Regions from separate parts of the Danio rerio genome. Here region 1 is linked to region 2. The links are chromatin contacts, called in public Hi-C maps. All regions are on one chromosome and are shown on one strand. Each heading gives the region's core, a stretch centred on a gene start, on an enhancer-like site or on the middle of the called end of the contact. The rest is flanking DNA. Distances are from core to core; before and after follow the strand shown. Region 1 overlaps tiam1a (TIAM Rac1 associated GEF 1a). Region 2 holds the start of grik1a (glutamate receptor, ionotropic, kainate 1a).

The links. A called contact is a pair of places that touch in the nucleus more often than the background predicts.
Region 1: a Hi-C map of hematopoietic stem cells shows a contact between it and region 2, with 1.8 times the contacts expected there. The contact joins the enhancer-like site here to the promoter of grik1a in region 2. A contact is called at or near these places in 4 of 18 Hi-C or Micro-C datasets (caudal fin, embryo and hematopoietic stem cells).

The regions. Positions count from the first base shown.
Region 1 is chr10:30,538,217-30,541,917 of GRCz12tu, reverse strand. It overlaps tiam1a (TIAM Rac1 associated GEF 1a), which reads left to right. Exons shown (of 29, transcript XM_073914764.1): 16 at 389-601; 17 at 1,486-1,613. Among named protein-coding and RNA genes, the nearest start is that of grik1a, 38 kb to the right of the region's middle. Within about 2 kb of position 1,502, at least 5 of the 62 cell types and tissues checked have an H3K27ac peak or open chromatin away from gene starts, as enhancers often do.
Region 2 is chr10:30,499,963-30,503,236 of GRCz12tu, reverse strand. It overlaps grik1a (glutamate receptor, ionotropic, kainate 1a), which reads left to right and starts at 1,508. Exons shown (of 16, transcript XM_073914784.1): 1 at 1,508-1,617.

The sequences.
Region 1 (3,701 bases), core at 253-2,752, 39 kb before region 2:
AAAAGACTTATATTAAATCTGAAAAAAGGGGTAACCTAGGTGCCCTTTAATAATTCACTGTAAAAAATTATATTACAAAAAAATTATGACTACAAAGATATTTTTTTATATTACTTTAACTTATTTTAATAAATGAATCAGGTTTCAGCTACATTTTTGAAGTTATGCAAAGTTTAACCTAATATTTTTAGTCAGTTTGATTGATGTAAGTTGAGATGACTAGAAAAGTTCATTGGATTCAGCAAAAAAAATTAATGCAGCAAGAATGTTTCTACAGTGTAGCCTCTGACATGTTTTAAGATAATTTTTTTAATAATTTTGAAAATTTTGTGCGATGCCCAGTACATTTGCTACATTTGCTTACCAACTTGTGATTGTGTGTGTTCAGGTCTGCGAGCCGGTGATGAGATCCTGAAGTTGAACAGTAAACCTGCGAGTGTGTTGGAGTTGGCAGACATGCAGGCTGCGTTTGCTCTGCCCTCTCTCACCCTGACTGTCAGCACGCTGCCCGCTGCCGATCCGCACCAGCTGTGCCAGCTTCCTCCTCGCAGATCAGACGGAGCGCAAGACCTCTGCACTGACATCTTCTCCCAGAGTCAAGGTAAACTTCTTCTCCGCTGTCTTCCGATATTCATATGTTTGCATATTTTATAGTCATTATCAGCATATTTTGGTGACACAAGAGAGAGTGACTTACAGACTCATTCATTCAACCAATCACAAATATATTTTTAAACTGTAATATTCTCACACTTTCTAATATATTTTTAAAAGCTATTTTAATATCAACTTTTGGACACTTAATTTTTTTTAGGAATTAATTAATTCATACATTCATTCATTCATTTTCCTTCAGCTTAGTCCCTTATTTATCAGGGGTTGCCACAGAGGAATGAACCACCAACAATTCAAGCATATGTTTTATGCAGCGGATACCCTTCCAGTCACATCCCATTACTGGGAAACAGGAGTTAATTAATAAAACTAAAACTTTAAAATAGCGTTGTTGCTTGACATTTAAATTAAAGGTAATAAAACACATATTATTTTAAAAACATATGCATTTTTTTAATTTTTTTTATTTCACCTAGCTTTCACAACAATTTATTTATATCTCATAAAATATTTTTTTATCTCAACAATTTATTTATCTCATTTATTAATTCATCTCATTTACTATAGCATTACTTGGTCTTCTAAAACTACAGACATATCAAAAAATTATTAAAAATAGCAAATAATAAAATTATAAAAACTTTACCAGAATTTAAAAAAAAATCTAACTTGTGATTAAAACTTATTGTGTAGTTTTATAGTGATACTAAGCATTCATTTAAAAAATATCTGTAACATTTTAAGTGTTAATTTTTAAAGCAGTTTAAAGCATCTTAGCTGACTAAATTTGAAAAAATGTTTCAGATAAAATGTCTCTGGTACAGTCATGTTCTTCACCCACTGCCTGTCTGTCTTTATTGCTCCCTCTAGAGGACATCCTGGATGAAGGTCTTGGCCTTGTGCTGCACAGCCCCGATGACACAGGCGACGACAGGGTAAACCTGATGGCTGAGAGCCCCGCTGACAGCCTGGAGGATGAAATCGACTCGGCACACAAGGTTAGAGACCACCTGCCATCAAGATTCATCATAAACACCACTCTCTGCTCGAACCACCAACCGTCTGTCTGTCTGTCTGTCTGTCTTTCTGAAATGTACTTGATTGAGTGTCTAGTTCTGAATCACACAGAGCACATCATCTGAGTTTTATTTTATTTATTTTTTTGCATCAAGGTCCTTTGTTTATTATTTTTGGAGGTTTTTGATGTTATTTGGGGCAAATAACATAGACTAAATTTTTTTAAACGATTTTAAAAGAAGCTTATTTTGTCATCAAGGCAGCATTTATTTGATATAAAAAAATACAGTAACAATTTTTAAAATGATAAAGTATTATTACAATTGGAATTAATAATAATAATAATAATAATAATAATAATAATTATTATTATTATTATTATTATTATTATTATTATTATTATTATTATTATTATTATTATTCATTCATTTATTCATTCATTGTCTTCTCGGCTTAGTCTCTTTATTAATCTGGGGTCGCCACAGCGGAATGAACAGCCATTATTATTATTATTATTATTATTATTATTATTATTATTATTATTATTATTATTATAACAGTTAGGCTGCTTCATATTTTTGTTGAAATATTGATATAGTACCATAAAAAATGTGTTTACTTTAATTAATCAAGGAGACATACAACAAAAGTGAAATTAAAGATATTTATTATAAAAAATTTTTAAAAAATTCTAATAAATGGTGTTATCGTTTCATAAAAAAACAATGAAACATCAACAATCTTGGTTTCCATAAAACTATGAAGCTGAAAAAAATGGAATATTTATAATTATAATAATAATTATTAATGATTGAGTACCAAGAATAACAGAACAGTTAATCAGTATATTAAAATTCTTGATAAAGGATCATGTGGCTGAAAACTGGGGTATTGGTGTTGAAAATGCAGCTTTCAACCACAGGAATAAATAAAAGTTCAATTTTATAAGAAATCGGTTACTTTAAATGGTAATAATAAATTAAAATTTTACTAATAAATGCAGCCTAGGTGTGCAGAAAAGTCTTCTTATAAAAACATTTAAAATTCCAAACTTTTGACCATGAGTCTATTTTCTGAAACGGAGGGTGTCTGCAATCAGATGGCTGGTTAAGAGCTTTGTGTCATGTGATCTAAGTGACCTTTGCTTTTAAGGCTGCTTTCAGAGACGGCAGCAGATGGGAAGACAGGTTTTCTTGCCTGGCGGTTCTTCGCACATTCACACACTCATACTCTCACACAGAGTGATAGTGATGACACCGTCTGCCTGATGGAGGTCAAGATCACAGGCGACTGTCTAACGCACACAAAGATGGAGGAAATCTGTCAGCACTCACTCATACCTAAAAGTATGAGACCTCCAGTTAACATGCGCCTACAGACCCTCTTTACAGACTCTGATTACAGTTATTAACATCAGCATTCTAGCAATGCTTGTTGTTTTTTTATAATTTTATATACATTTACAGAGATTGTGCTTCATTACTGCCATGAAATCATAGAAAACTGGTGAAAAACGTGTTTCGAATACAACAAATGAGATTTTTCTCTCTTTTCTAACTTTTTTTGTCGAAAACAATCAATAATTTTGACCTAAATGCTCTGATCGATCAGCTGGAGATTGGTATCAGTCGCTGATCTGGCTGATCTCATGAACCGATCGCAAGTGTTTGTTTACAACCCGGATTAAACATCCACAGTGTTACAACATGTGAGCAATGTTTCCAAATCGCATTGTCAGTAAATTGTTTTATCTTTTTTTTTTTTTTTGTAAAGCTGCTTCTGACCATTACTTGTGTGCAACATCCTTAATTCATTCTCTTAGGTAAGGCGAGATGTCATTCTGTACATAGAGGGAAAATGAGCTTATGAAATGACTTAGTTATATAAAGCTTAAAATGTCAGAATTGGTACTTGGTAACGACTGATCACAATGACAAGGAATCGGTACTCAATATTGGCTGCCAAAATACCGATTTGTATATTGTATAACGATGGTTTGCTCTGTAGACAATCGAAAAAATATAGCTTAAAGGGGCTAATAATTTTGATTTTAAAATGGTTCTTAAAAA
Region 2 (3,274 bases), core at 259-2,758:
CGTTTTAACTGGATTTTGTCTGAAATTATGTCATTTCAGTTCATTCTTCAATTTCATTTGAAGTTTATCTGGGCCTTAATCTTGACAAGGAACCATATGCTACATTCCATACAGAGTAAATCCACCCATGAAGAGGACTTAAGCATGAAAACAATGGTCCAAACCGGGGTGTCCAGAATTGTACCTAGAGTGTCTCTGTTCTGCACTGTCTGGTCCCTAATTCAATACATCTAAGCATTATAACAGATATAATAAAAATTTTAGGCAGATGTTTTGAGTAGAGAAATAGTGGCCCTAATCCATCTGGAGGGTCTCTCTAAAGTGATTAGAGCATTGAAAAGAACCCTTCTAAATTAAGTACTGTTAATGACACCAAACAACTTCCCTGTTTAAAGAAATGTGGCCCGAAGTGTAAATCAGTTTTATTTTTTTAAAATCCTTTAATCCGAAGAGCCCTTCGAAGTGACCAGTTTTTAGCACTTCAGTTTGGAACAACGCTTCAATATGGCAGCCATGGTGACCTTCAGAGTGTGATATGGCTCTCCAAGACTTTCATTACCCAGCCAGGGGGGAACTCTGCAAGGCAATGGCCTTCTAGAACAGTGGTTCTCAAAGTGGGGGTCGGGACCCCCTGGGGGGTCGCGTAACAATGACAAGGGGTCGCTTGGTGATCTCCAAAACTTAAATAAGTTTTATTGAACTATTTGAATGACCATATTTTACTCATAACTGCACAGAGGTTAATATTTGTGATAAATAAACAACAACATACAAATAAATAAAACAAAATTATTATTATATTATTATTATCTATTATAAATAAATAAAAATCAGTCATCAGCCTTTACTTTTTATATCATAAATTAATAAATGAATATAAAAATTATATATGGTTATTAGACTGTTGCATGTATGTGTTGTCAATGTGCTTATGTTTATACATGCCTATAGTTGTGTCTACAAAGTTTATATATTTACAGTATAACCACCTTGAAAAATGGGGGTCGCGAGTCACTGACATTGTTATTTTGGGGGTCGCGGGCTGAAAAGTTTGGGAACCCCTGCTCTAGAAGCAGGCTTGACAATCTGCCCTAAACATCTTCCTTTTATCTGCTTCTTTCTAACACAATACCACTTTAAATTCCAAGTGCACATCAAGGGCACATATTTGTTCCAAAGTAGGGATTTTCATGAGCAATCTCCTAAAAATATTAACTCAAACTTCAGATGACTCTTGGGAATGAAGGAGAAAGTGGTGAGCACACCCCATGTTTTTTCCACGTTATATTTGTGACGCAGATGCAGTCAAAATCTTTTTTATCCCCTATAGGCATGCATCCCTTCAAAGTCGTCACTCTTGAGTCTAGAAGGTAAACCATTCTAAGGGATTAGGGCAGAGGGATGAAACGCAGATGTAATCTCATGGTGAATCAGATTTTGATATCGCCAACATGTTTACATAATTATTCTTGTCTTATCAAGTATAACCAGGAGGTGGCAGTGCAGTGCTGTACCAGCTACTCTGAATTCATTAAAGATATTGGGACTCTACTAAACTTGCGACAACCACTTAATCTTTTCACAACTTAGGTTCCTGCTGGAAAGACTTTCAAAAAAGTAGGTACAAACTTATAAAAATACAGTTCTTCCACACAGGCATCAAGCAAATGTCCACAGAAATGATCAGGCCCACTGCTGTTAATTACTCATTTTGAAAGGAAAGCGTTGTCAACATCACTCAACAGGTTTTTCACTCGGTTCATGATTTTAAATGTCTCCAGGGTAAACTTGCTGCTATTTCGGTGTACATGCTGAAGGCCTGTTATAGTATTCAAGCTAGCCCAGAATGAGCCAAAGATTTTTGTAGCCATTTTGTTGATTGAGGTAAAGTTGGTTTTATATTAAAGGATTCTTTGCAAATTCTAAATGGAGAAATCATATTAGCAGCCAATGTCTATCAAAATACAACTGTTCACAGTCAAATAAATAGTGCTAATGTTGTATTGAAGTCATATTTATATGTAAGTTCAGGCCTAATTATTCAAAGTAACATGGTAAACAATATAGGGAGAATGCCATAAGTTGTCACTGAACGAACGTGTAAATATAAAACCAACTTTTCCTCAATATTTTGTTGTTCTCCAATTTAGACTTTTGCAGATCAGACTGTGCTCCATCTTTAGTTTCTTTTTCTTTATGTTGGACTTCACAGATGGTTTGTCATTAGGGTAAACCTTACAGTTAAGGGAATAATCACATCTCTACAAATAAGCATATAAGCATGTTACATAAGCAAGATGACCCAGATCATCACCACAGGGTTGTATAAAATGTTACAGTTCGTACAACCTTACCATTCCTGCAGGTAAAGCACTGATTCTGCATTTATCTGTGCCTTATCTGTCCTTAAAACAGTTCTGTGGGATAAAAAATGTGTGCAGTTATGATCCATAGAGAGCATTGCAGTAAATAGGAATAACAAAATACAATGCTAAAAAAAACGAACATGCACAATGATGTTAAAAAACACTAAATGAAAGGTCTACAGATATTTTTTTAGATTTTCCACCCGCATAAGTGGTGCAAATGAGTCATATTTAATGGTCGCACAGCCAGTGCCCGCATTTCCTCCTCTCCTCTCCTGCGGGTTATTTTTGTGCTTGTATTTTTGATGGGCCAACAGTATGTTTATGCACTACCCCTTTTATACTTTAAATGCTCTTGATGCACTGATAAATCAAGAATAGCTAGCTTGAATCATCATTAGTTGTTTTTTTATTTCCATTTTATTTTTCTGATGTGAGTACATATGAAGCGCACCCATAGTTTTATCGTTGTCTTACATTCTTTCATTTATGAAGCATGGATGTTTTGCAAACTTCTTACTCATTTACTACCAATTTTGATCATGTTTCCCAATTTGTATGGCTTCATCTGGACAGTAGGTTAACATCAAGTGCTCTAAAACATTGCAGATCCATTTTCTGCTCTGCTCTAAAGAAACCCATTTTGATTTAGAAAATGAAGCACTATTTGCAGCGTTTACTGTAAATGTAAACACTCATAATCAGTTCTCTACCTTGAAACCCGCAGAGGAAAAAATAAACATGATGGGCTATTTGCTAAATAGGATATCACATTTCTACATCAGGTAACTATCAGACCGAGAGAGCCCGAGGGATGAAGAATGCTAGCATAACAACAAACTCGGTGACAGTTGTCCTACTTAGTAACATTACTTTGCATACTGTATGATCATAGCCAGTCTTTTCAA